3 separate regions of the Mus musculus genome follow, and all the other regions are linked to region 3. Evidence: chromatin contacts called from public HiChIP or PLAC-seq data. All regions are on one chromosome and are shown on one strand. The core of a region is the stretch at or near the end of the contact, and the rest is flanking DNA. Distances in the headings are between cores, read along the strand shown. Region 1 holds the start of H3f3b (H3.3 histone B). Region 2 holds the start of Unc13d (unc-13 homolog D). Region 3 overlaps Myo15b (myosin XVB).

Evidence for each region. HiChIP or PLAC-seq counts read pairs in DNA pulled down with a chosen protein or histone mark.
Region 1: a contact with region 3 is called in an HNF4G HiChIP or PLAC-seq map of pancreatic cancer cells. The contact joins the promoter of H3f3b here to the enhancer-like site in region 3. A contact is called at or near these places in 4 of 39 promoter capture datasets (embryonic stem cells, liver and stem cell-derived epiblast-like cells), 1 of 15 datasets of contacts at CTCF or cohesin (CD8 T cells), 1 of 484 Hi-C or Micro-C datasets (embryonic stem cells), 7 of 115 datasets of contacts at active chromatin or transcription factors (the SCID.adh cell line, embryonic stem cells and pancreatic cancer cells) and 3 of 9 other capture datasets (adipose tissue, liver and pancreatic islet).
Region 2: an HNF4G HiChIP or PLAC-seq map of pancreatic cancer cells shows a contact between it and region 3. The contact joins the promoter of Unc13d here to the enhancer-like site in region 3. A contact is called at or near these places in 3 of 39 promoter capture datasets (liver, pre-B cells and stem cell-derived epiblast-like cells) and 2 of 115 datasets of contacts at active chromatin or transcription factors (intestinal villus epithelium and pancreatic cancer cells).

Annotation. Positions count from the first base shown.
Region 1 is chr11:116,022,093-116,025,910 of GRCm38.p6, reverse strand. H3f3b (H3.3 histone B) reads left to right here and starts at 1,407. Exons shown (of 4, transcript NM_008211.3): 1 at 1,407-1,532; 2 at 1,892-2,029; 3 at 2,133-2,286; 4 at 2,376-3,818. The coding sequence starts at 1,902. The coding sequence ends at 2,504.
Region 2 is chr11:116,075,767-116,079,545 of GRCm38.p6, reverse strand. It overlaps Unc13d (unc-13 homolog D), which reads left to right and starts at 1,585. Exons shown (of 33, transcript NM_001009573.2): 1 at 1,585-1,601; 2 at 1,885-2,098; 3 at 2,759-2,794; 4 at 2,997-3,104; 5 at 3,217-3,276; 6 at 3,372-3,438; 7 at 3,661-3,779. The coding sequence starts at 1,985. It overlaps Wbp2 (WW domain binding protein 2), which reads left to right. Exons shown (of 8, transcript NM_016852.3): 8 at 1-975. The coding sequence ends at 3.
Region 3 is chr11:115,875,179-115,878,798 of GRCm38.p6, reverse strand. It overlaps Myo15b (myosin XVB), which reads right to left. Exons shown (of 64, transcript NM_001384233.1): 21 at 1,706-1,799; 22 at 1,093-1,120; 23 at 821-843; 24 at 644-701; 25 at 357-487. Among named protein-coding and RNA genes, the nearest start is that of Myo15b, 19 kb to the right of the region's middle. Within about 2 kb of position 1,503, at least 41 of the 459 cell types and tissues checked have an H3K27ac peak or open chromatin away from gene starts, as enhancers often do. A contact at or near this core is called in intestinal villus epithelium, pancreatic cancer cells and pancreatic islet, where this site is marked.

The sequences.
Region 1 (3,818 bases), core at 158-2,657, 150 kb before region 3:
TGCTGGGATTTGAACTCCAGACCTTTGGAAGAGCCGTCGGGTGCTCTTACCCACTGAGCCATCTCACCAGCCCCCTTTGGTTGGTTTTTAAGACAGAGACTCACTAAGTAGCTCTGGCTATTCTGTAATTTCTATGTAGACCAGGTTGGCCTCAAAGCCACCTGCCTCTGTCTCCAGGTTGCTGGGATTAAAGAAATGTGTGTGCCAGCATGCCTGACAACTTCTTATTAACTCTAAGTACATTGAAATAAAATATTTTGTGATGGCCTGAATTAAACATGCAAAAATAGGTATTTGTTGTTTTGTTTTGAGACACGGTCTCCCTGGGTAGCTTTTGCTGGTGTGGTCCTGCCTTTAAACTCACATGGCTTTGCCTGCCTCCAGAGCGCTAGGATGCAAGGAACAGTCCCCTTTTGTTGTTTTTTGTTTTCTTGAAACTGTTTTATATATCCTAGACTGGCCTTGACTTAAGTAGCTGTGAATGACCTTGAATTTTGGATCCTGATTCCATCTCTGATATTACCTTCATGCACCTGGAGCTTGGTTTATGTAGTCCTGGAGAAAAAACAAACAAACCAGGATTTATAAAAGACAAGATCTCTGTAGGTAGGTCTGCTTGGCCTGGAACCCCCCACCCCCTGTGGATCAGGCTGGCCTCATGTTCACAGAAATCTGCTTGCCTTTGAGCTTCCTAAAAGCTGAGATTAAAGGCCTGCAGCACCACCCAACTCGGAAATAATTTTTTTGAATTTTGATTCTTTGTGTCTATTACCCTTCCCCATCAAACAATTGCTTTATGCTTTAGAATGTGTATGCATTTACAGTGCACAAAACACTATATGCTGTAAGATGACTGACTGGATTACATTTCTCATACTATATTAAACGATGAAAATTACAGAAAGTAAATTATTCAGGGAATAATTTCATCCTACATTAAAATAATAGTAATAATTACTATTATTATATTTACGCAAAATCTCTCTAAAATGGTCTCTTGATGCAAAAAAGTCGTAGACTCTTGCCGACCCAACTTTCTTAAATTCCAGGAGACTAGTGCAATTCATTTGCATTGACTTTCTATTGTAGAGCTTTGGAACCAAGAGAAGGATCCAAACATAGCTCCATTTTATCCAATCAGAAGAGCTCCCTAGTGCTAAACTCTGATTCGTCTGTTCCTCTTTGCATCCAGCCAATCCTGAAGCAATTGTAACAGCCAATCAGTGGCCTGAACACCGGCCAATCAGGAAACGGCCCCGAAGTACGGCCTTTGTGTCGGGAGATGTCAGCGCGTCGGCGAAAGCTCCCGCCAATCGAAAAAGTCGTTGGTGTATGCAAATCAGGGTTCTGTGACGCACTGACGCAGCGTGCAGCGTCTCTATAAATATGGAGGCGTCGGGGGGCTTGGAGCGCAGAGCGGTTTGGTCGTTCGTTGGTGGAGTATCTGCCCGTTCTGCTCGCCGATTGCGGCTCTTGTTCGAGCGCTTCCAGCGTCGCCTCGGTCTCAGCAAGGGCCCCAGACTCGGCTTTGGGTGAGTTCGCGGCTCTGCCGGCGGCCGGAGCCTCCCTGGCTTTTAGGACCGCGGTCGCTGGCAGCCGACGGTCTGGTCGGTGAGGCAGCCCGGGAGGTCGAGTTCGGTCGCGTTCCGCCACCTCCGTCCTGTCTGCTTCCCGGTGGTGACTCACAGGTCCCGCCGCGGTGTTTCCGGCCGCCCGTGGAGCGGGAAGTTGCTCCTCCCCGCGCTCCCCCTCCCGGGGGAGGCCGCAGCCCGGCGCAGCCTGAGTCATTAGGGGAGGGGGAGGAGGCGGCGGCCGCCATCTGCTGCGGCGAGGAGGGGCGCCTGGCAGCCGGAGCCCGGTGACCTGGCCTTGAACGTCGCTTGTCTCGCAGGTGAAAAAAAATGGCCCGAACCAAGCAGACCGCTAGGAAGTCCACCGGTGGGAAAGCCCCCCGCAAACAGCTGGCCACCAAGGCGGCTCGGAAAAGCGCGCCCTCTACCGGCGGGGTGAAGAAGCCTCACCGCTACAGGTAGGCAGAGGGCTGGGAACAATGACTTGGCCGCCGGCTTGCGGGCGGGCGCTCTCTCCCTTCTCCCTGACCGTTGACGCCTTCCTTCTTCTGGTGACTGCAGGCCAGGGACCGTGGCTCTGAGAGAGATCCGTCGTTACCAGAAATCGACTGAGCTGCTCATCCGGAAGCTGCCATTCCAGAGATTGGTGAGGGAGATCGCCCAGGATTTCAAAACCGACTTGAGGTTTCAAAGTGCAGCCATCGGTGCCCTTCAGGTAAAGGGACAAAAGGCTTGGTGGCACTCGGGGCGGCGGCTTGATTGCTCCAGTAGGAGTGTTAATGCTGTTGCTCTTGTCCTCAACAGGAGGCTAGCGAAGCATACCTGGTGGGGTTGTTTGAAGATACCAATCTGTGTGCCATCCACGCCAAGAGAGTCACCATCATGCCCAAAGACATCCAGTTGGCTCGCCGGATACGGGGGGAGAGAGCTTAAGTTGAAGCGGTTTTTATGGCATTTTGTAGTAAATTCTGTAAAATACTTTGGTTTAATTTGTGACTTTTTTTGTAAGAAATTGTTTATAATATGTTGCATTTGTACTTAAGTCATTCCATCTTTCACTCAGGATGAATGGGAAGAGTGACTGACTGTTCACAGACCTCAGTGATGTGAGCACTGTGGCTCAGGAGTGACAAGTTGCTAATACGCAGAAGGGATGGGTGATACTTCTTGCTTTTCATGATGCATGTTTCTGTATGTTAATGACTTGTTGGGTAGCTATTAAGGTACTAGAATTGATAAATGTGTACAGGGTCCTTTTGCAATAAAACTGGTTATGACTTGATCCAAGTGTTTAACCATACATCACTGTGATAGAATGTGGGCTTTTTCAAAGGTTGAAGATACAAGTTTTAGCCACAGTGTAACAGTTTCCTTTAAAAAAAAAAAAGTAAACCTGGCAGCTATAGAATACACTATGTGCATTTATAATAGCTATTTTATATATTGTAGTGTTCAACATTTTTAAATTAAATGTTTTACATTCACAAGTGGTGGGGAGTCTTGTCATTAAGGTGTGTGTAATTTAGTCCAGTTGGTATTTCCTGACTAGACTGCATTTGTTTTTAACAGTAGAAAAATGCTATGCGTATTAAACCTTGCATAAGTCCTCATTCTACCACATGTTCACTAACCCCTGACCCTCTGGCTGGTAACACAACACTAACGGGGATTTTATTTATAAGGGCTCTAGAGTAAAATAACAAGCTATTCACACCAGCATCATCTATTACTAATCTAGTTAGTGCAGCTTTTCATTGTGTTTGGTCTTAGGCCTAGATTGAGTTCGGTTTCGTTTCTTTTTAATCTTTAAGGGGGAAAACTGTACAAGGTTTGTTTTTCCTTGTAGAGTTTATAAACATGGGAGTAAGAACACAGCTTCAACTTCTTGGACCTCTGCCAATGAAGATGGGTTAGGTTACACCTGGTTACTATACTGGCAAAATCCCTTTTATAGAGATGGCCTTCAAGTGGTTTTTAAAAGTATCCTATTGAAGTTTTTAGGTCAATTATGTATGTTGACTAAATTTACAAATAAACTTGTTTATTCAACTAAGTGTCAAACCTAAATTGAATATACAAAGCTTTTAATACATATGGAATCGAGATTCCTAGATTCAGCTATTTGCTTGGTAGAAAAGGCTAAAGTACAGAAAGCATTTGAACATCCAATACACTCTAAAAATGCAAGTATTTGCTGACACAATTCATGAGTCTGACAAAATCTGCTTGTGGTTCATGGGTGGGCTT
Region 2 (3,779 bases), core at 336-2,835, 200 kb before region 3:
TAGACCCTGCCCACTTCCCGCCTCTTACCCAGAGACCCCTTCCTGGGCCTCCCGTGGGGCTGCATCTGGGATTCCAGGAGGCCAGGGAGGGCCCTGTTCTTCCCCAGGCCTGAGTATAAAGTTAGCAGGAGCTAGCCCTGATAGAAAGGTGGAACTCCTGGCCTCTGAGAGGCACGTCCCAGCTTCTCGCCCTAGCTCAGCTCACAGCGCTCTTCTTCCCAGCTTCCCTTTCACCATCTCTGGAGCTCGCAGGAGCACGGGGTGACCCTCGTTCCTCATGATACTAGCCCCCACCCATACAGAGGGACTCTCTGGCCACTCCTCACTGCTGCCCAGCCCCTTCAGCCTGGTGACCATTGTTCTTCATCTCTTGGGCTCCTAAGACCAGCCATGTGTCTCCCCAACAGGCCCTGCCAAACCCTGTTCACATTCCTTACCCCTGGTGTGCTCCTGGCTCTGGAAGGCCGCTGTCCCAGCAGACTGTCAGTCCAGTCACACTTACCCGGCCACCTTGTTCTTTGTGAGAGCTTCCAGGGATTTTGCTGGGCGCTTCCAGTGGCTGGCATCAGAGGTGAAGCCACTGTGTTACAGAGGAAGCCCCTCTGCCCCTATGCTACTGTTTCTGGGAATTATTCGCCTCCTCTCCTCTCCCCTTTACAGGGGGCTGCTCTGCAGGAGGGATAGAGAATGCATGTCTGTCCCGCCAGGCCCTTTGATCTGGGACTGAGGCCTTCCAACTATGTGACCTCTAACCTGCAGTCTGCCCCTCTGTAAGCTTCACGCCCCCTGGATGCACTAAGAATTGCTCTTGTTCGTTCCTGGTCCAGACACAAAATGAGGAGATGGTTATTTAAAGAGAATTCCTATTTATTTGACACAAAATGTCCAGTTAATATATTAATGTGAAATAAACCCTGTTTGCACCTTGATTTGTTTGCTACAACTGTGAAATAGTAAAAACGAAGTGACTGGAGGTTCTCTGACTCTTGTGTGGTGACCAGGGTGAGGTCTTCCGGAGGAGGGGCTGCGGGCTGCTGGGGGCGGGGCTAGAAGGCCGGTTTCCGTCTCAGTGCGAGTGGTTGGTTCTCAACCTTCCCACAGAGCCCCCACGCCCCTGCACCTGCCTGGGATGGTGTCTGTGCCACCCACTGCCAGCGGGGGCCAGGACGAGGCCTGTGTCCCATCTGCTCCTCCCGCTCCCCTCCTGAGCACAGGCGTGCCAGGACTTCTACGAGGGAGGGTCGCTGGGCTGGCTACCACAGTGTGTGCCTTCATGCCACCTTACCCAGGAAAGAAGACGGTGGAATATGGCAGTCCTTAAGCCGGACCTGCACCCCACTCACAGTGAGCCAGAGAGCTGTGGGAGATCCCAGATCAAAATGCTCCCACGCACAGAGACTGCTCCGAGGCCTCATCTCCTCTCCTCCCCATCTCTGGCTAACACAAAGTAGTTCTGTCCCTTGCCTGGAATGTCACCTGTGGGGTGGAGCAGGCTGAGCAATTGGCTGAGGAACGCCTCTTGCCTCTAGCCTCTCTGGAGCCACCGCCCTGAGCCTGCCCCACCCTGCCCCAGATCTGGGGCCCATTCAGAAAACCTTAGGGTGAGAACACCACAGGTCTCCGGTGGGCGGGTGGGTTCCCCGGTCCAGGCATAGTTGAAGCAGGCAGCGGCCTTAGCCTGGCCTTACCCGTTGCCAGGAGCTCTGGACTCTCCCCAGAGCCTCCGTGGGACGGTGGGTGGGGCTTGCCTGCCCACTGTGCCCACTTTCTCCTGGCTGAGGAAGATCTGGCGGGGATGAAGGCTGAAGGGTGTTGCTGGGAGCTTGGAGAAGGCCCCACCAAGGCAGTGACACCCTGACCCTTCCTTTCCTCCACCCTCCCCAGCAGAGTGTAGCCCGGGGGCCCTTTGCATCACCCTGCGGCTTCCTTGTTTCCACCCGGCCGCAGCCAGGGGGTGGCAGAGTGAAGGGCAGAGCCAACCACCATGGCGACACACCTTTCCCACCCCCAGCGGCGTCCACTCTTGCGCCAGGCCATCAAGATAAGGCGCCGCAGGGTCAGAGACCTGCAGGATCCACCACCCCAAGCCACCCAGGAGGTAGGAGTGACTGCAGGAAGGGGCAAGAGCCAGCCCGGGGGTGCTCAGTAGTAGTGGGGCTTGGATGTGGGAGGCAGGCCCCCACCCGCTTGCCCTCTACGGCCCTGGGGGTACTTGTGGGTGGGCAGAGGGGTCCACCAAGTATCCTCAGAGCCACGGTGGGTTTCTCCAGTCCCTTCTTTTTGGTGGGCTTGTACTCCAGGCCCACCCTGTTCCTATAGCTTTGAAGGTTCCAGCCCCACGAAACAGTTATCTCCAATGACAGTGGGCTACCTGGGGGTCCCCTCTGAGCTAGCAAAGACATGCCTGCCATCTCCCCCAACTCACCCACTTCTGCTGCTAGGCCTCACTTCCGCTGCTGGGGTGAGGAGCCGGTGGCCGTCTGATAAGCACTGCTGTTTCCTCTGGGGAAGGAGAGGGGGGCAGGTGCTAAACAGCCCACAGCTGGGCCTGAACACTCATGGACCTCAGGCATGGCGGGCCAGGGCATGGGCAAGATGGGCCAGGGGTCAGCCCTTCAGAGAGCCTTATGTTGGAACAGGTGAGGGACATGGTCGGCCCAGAGGCCGAGGTGCTGGGGTTCCACTGTCTTAGGCATGGCCCTTCCTGGCTGGCTGGAGAGGCCTCCAGGGACGCCGTGTCTTTCTACCTTGCTCCTAGGTCCAGGTTCAGTCCCACCATTTCTCCCCAGAGGAGGTAAGAGGAGATGTTGGGAGAGTGTGGGGGATGATGGAGGAGGCCCCTCAGCCCCCAGAGTCTGAGGATGCAGCAGCCTGGTAGAGAACACGCTGTGTCTCAACCTTCACTGGACATCTGCCACTTTGTCCCTTTTCCTGGGCCAGAGGTGTGGGTCTCAGGGAGGGCTTCTGGGTGATGATGGGACCCTGCTATGTCTCAGCGGGACCTGCTGTATGAGGAAGCCCTCTATACTGTCCTGCACCGCCTGGGTCAGCCAGAGCCCAACCATGTGAAGGAGGCCTCGGAACTGCTGAGCTATCTGCAGGAGGTAAACCCAGCCTCCACCCTCACCCATCCTCCTAGGATGAGCCAAGGCTCGGCCCTCTCTCCCCACCACCTTGTGTCCCCTCCCCAGCCTCCCACACCTCTGCCCCCTTCAGGCTTTCCAGGTGCAGCCTGAGGAGCACCAGCAGATGCTGCGGCGCGTCAGGGAGCTCGAGGTAAACTGGTCCCGGGCACGCTGGTTGAGGAAGGGGCGCGGGAAGAAAGCTGGTCACCTCAGGGGAACTCAGGCAGCCCCCTCCCATCCTTACAGAAGCCAGTATTTTGCCTGAAGGCCACAGTGAAACAGGCCAAGGGTATTCTGGGAAAAGATGTCAGCGGTGAGTGTGGTCAAGGTGTCCCTGAAAACCTCCTCTCCCCATCATAATCTGGCCTTGAGCTCTTCCAAAGATCCCCGAGCTGCTAGCCTCTTGCATGTAGACGCTGAGTCTCCAGGGACCTTATCCAGATGTCTCGGGAGGAGGCTGGGCCCCAGTGGGGCTGATGGGAATTCAAGGGGAGCTGGCTGACTCCCTAGAGTCTTGTCTCTCACACCTTCCTAGGGTTCAGCGACCCCTACTGCCTGCTGGGCATCGAGCAGAAGGTTGGTGTAGCAGAGGGCAGCCCTGTGTCCCGACGTCGGCAGAAGGCAGTGGTGAAGCACACCATCCCGGAAGAGGAG
Region 3 (3,620 bases), core at 254-2,753:
TAAAAACCAAAAAAAAAAAAAAAAAAAAAAAAAAAAAATTGGTAAATAAACTAACACAAGAATCTTTTTGTACGTGCCGTTATGAATCCTGCTTTTTATATTTAATCCTCTGGCATGGGAAGTTTCCCAGGTGGTTAAACCTTCTTTAAGGACACAACTTTAACGTAGGGCAACCCCACAGTTACAGTAAAGGTGTGGCCGAAATGAGCCTGTGCATTGGAAACTTCTGGGTAAGGACTGTTTCCCAAGCAGCTTTGCTGACCACGGGAATGTCCTGGGAGAAGGTGGACACCTGTTTGTGCCTGGTGGGAGTTACACAGGAGCTTCTGAATGCCAGGAACCCAGAGGCGACTCACCTGAAAGCTGGTGGATACAAAACTGGAGAAGGGAAACTGGTCAATGTCTGGAGGGAGAGTCAGGCTGGGCCGGGCGGGGACCTCAGGTGGCAGGGACTCTGTGATGCTCCCCGTCAGCAAGGCCTGGTGGCCTGGGAAGGAACACAAGAGGCAGCCTAGGACACTCAGTTCTGCCACTCCTCCCATCAGGTTGGCAGAGTGCCGGTGAGTGGCTCAGGGAAAGAGGCAGGTGTGGTAGGCCAGCTGAGCAGCAGAAGGGACCCCATCTCTACACTAAGAGGACTCACCTTCCGCCCTCTCCAGCAGAGTAGCCAGCTGGGCGGGGATCTCTAAGCGACCCAGGTCCTGGTGGAGTGAATCAATGATCAGGAACTAAAGGACAGCCGAGAAGGACTGGGCACACCCCCTCCCCAAATCTCCAGAATGACAGCTGTCCCTAAAGAACAAGGATGCATCCTGGAAACAGATGGTCGGGTTTCCAGAGCCTCTGAGGAAAACCGAGAGAGTCCCAATCTTCTGCTGAGGTGGCACACAAGGGACAGTTTGGCATCCTACGTGCCATACTCTTCCCCATACTATGCCAGGCTGACACCACACAGGACCCCCACCCCACCCCACCTCCCGCACCCGCTTCCAAGATCACTCACCATATTTGACACTTTCCCCCAGGGCTCCCCGCTGTGCGGGCCAGGGGCACACTGTGGGAGAGATCCAGCAAGAGTTGATGCCCCCACACCACTAGCAGCCCATCCCCAACTCAGCAGCTCAGTGTCCCCTCTTGTCCCCAGGAGACAGGATGGTAGCGAGAGAATGTCATAGACCCAGAGGGTGCCACCACCCGACCTCACCTACCCCCCTACCCCCTCTCCAATCTCACCGTCACCAGGCTGTGGATGTCACTGCCTGTCTGCTAGGGCACCAGGAAGAGGTAAAGAAGAAGGGGACAAATGGTCTCAGGGGACAAAGTCCAGCCAGGGAGGAGCCAGGGAGGGGGGCAGAATGTGGGCATTGACCTTTGAGCAGCTTTTATGGCGTTCACATAGGAGTCATCAGGCAAGAGGGAGAGTAGAAGAGGCCTCAGGGGCCTGGAGGGAACAGAAGGAACTGGGGCTAAAAGGGGGAGTCAGGCCTGGGGGGAACGGTGCAGGGAGGAGCAAGAGGAAGCCAGACAACAGCCACAGGGCCCCAGCCGGAACAGGAAATGGAGATAGTCAGTAAGCAGTGGGCTCACAGATTTCAGACCCAGCAAGTTGAGGCTGTTAGGATTCTGCCCACTTGGCCAGCCAAGGTCACCTGGCTCCCATCCTGAGCTTCCCCACAATCCATGAACACTTCTAAACCCCTCATACCCGTAGCTTCTGTCGTCTCCGGAGCAGGGGCCGGGCCACTAGGAGAATGGTGTTCAGCTGTCCCAGAGCTGACCTCCGCTGGAGATATCGCTTCCTGGAGGCCATAGGAGCAACGTTGGGGAGGGTGGGACCCGAAACTTAAGCTTCTGCCCTGGTACCTGAACCCTTTCTAAACCTAGACCGTAGTGTGAAAATGGACCCTGGATCGGTGAAACCCCTGATGTTCAACAGTAATGTTCAAAGAACAGAATGCTACGGGGAACCAGGAAATATTTTGTTCTCAGACTGTTTCACTATGAAGACCAGCCTGGCCCTGAACCTGCCTCTGCCCGCTGAGTGCTACGAGTATAGAGGCATGTGCTGCCACTGCTAGCTTTTAGGATTTCTGTTTTTAATTATGCATATGTGTGTGTGGGGGTCTATGTGCATGTGCATGCAGGATTCATAGATGGCCAGAAGAGGGCGTCAGATCTCTGGGCTTGGAGTTAGAGGCAGTTAAGGTCTCCTGACCTAGGTGTTAGGAACTCGTCTCTGGTCCTCTGCAGGAACAACGAATGCTCTTAGCTACTGAGCCATGTCTCTAGCCCCCTAAATTTTATTTACTGATCTCATAGCTGGGAAATTCTCAAAGATATTCTGTTTGCATGTTCCTTCTTCGGACCTCCAAGGGCTCCAGGCATACATGTGGTACACAGACATGTGTTCACAGCACTTATACACATACAATAAATAAATAAATAAATAAATAAATAAATAAATAAATAAAAATAAGTCTCAGAGCCAGGAGGATGACTTAGTTGGCAAAGAGCTTGCTGCACACACATGAGGAGCTGAGCTCCAGATAAGACAGCTCATTAGTGACCTCAGTGTCTGTCACCTCAGAGCCAAGGGTAAAGGCAGACAGATGCTTGGAGCTCACTGGATACCCAGACTAGCCGAGTCAGCGAATTCTAGGTCCAGTCTCACGAAAGAAAGAAAGGGAGGAAGAAAGGAAGAAAGGATAGATAGACAGACAGACAGACAGAGAAAGAGCAAGGTATTGTGGCCTTTAATCCTAGCACTTGGAGGCAGAGGCAGGAGGATTTCAGTGAATTCAAGGCTAACATGGCCTACAAGTAGTTTATAGATGGCCTGGGCTACAAAGTGAGACCAGAAAGAAAGAAAGAAAGAAAGAAAGAAAGAAAGAAAGAAAGAAAGAAAGAAAGAAAGAAAGAAAGAAAGAAAGAAAGAAAAAAAGAGAAGGAAACAAACAAAGATTGAGAACAAACAACCAGGGAAGAGAGAACTCTGATCTCCACACTCATGTGCACACTTGAGTCCACACCAGCAGGCACATTTCCACATTCACATATGCACACATACATGAACATGTACACACAGAGACCACACACACACACACACACACACACACACATCCATCAGGATTGGAAGTATGTCACAGCTCACTTGCAGAGTCCTCCCCAGCATGAAAATTCAATCCATTGATCAAACAACCCAGCAGTCTGTCTAGAACTTTCACGCATCAGAGGATGGTACAAAGGAGCTAAGAAGACAATGCTCAGAATAGAAAACCTCCAAGTCACACGCTTAATGGTGGCCAGATATCCAGAACACATGGAGAATTCTTGCAGCTTATGAACAGAGACAGGGGAGGGTGGGAGAGGTGGCTCGGTGGTCAAGAGCACCTGCTTTTGCAGCAGACTGTGATTCAGTTCTTGGCACCCACATAATGGTTCACAACTATAACCCTGGCACCAGGGAAGCTGATGCCCTCTTTTAAACACCGTGGGTACTAGGCACATACACAGAGCATATACATACATGCAGGCAATGCCCATGCCCATAAAGGAAAATGGAAGCCAGTAAGAGAGCTGTGTGTGGTGGATGTCCATAGTTCCAGTGCTCAGGAGGCTGA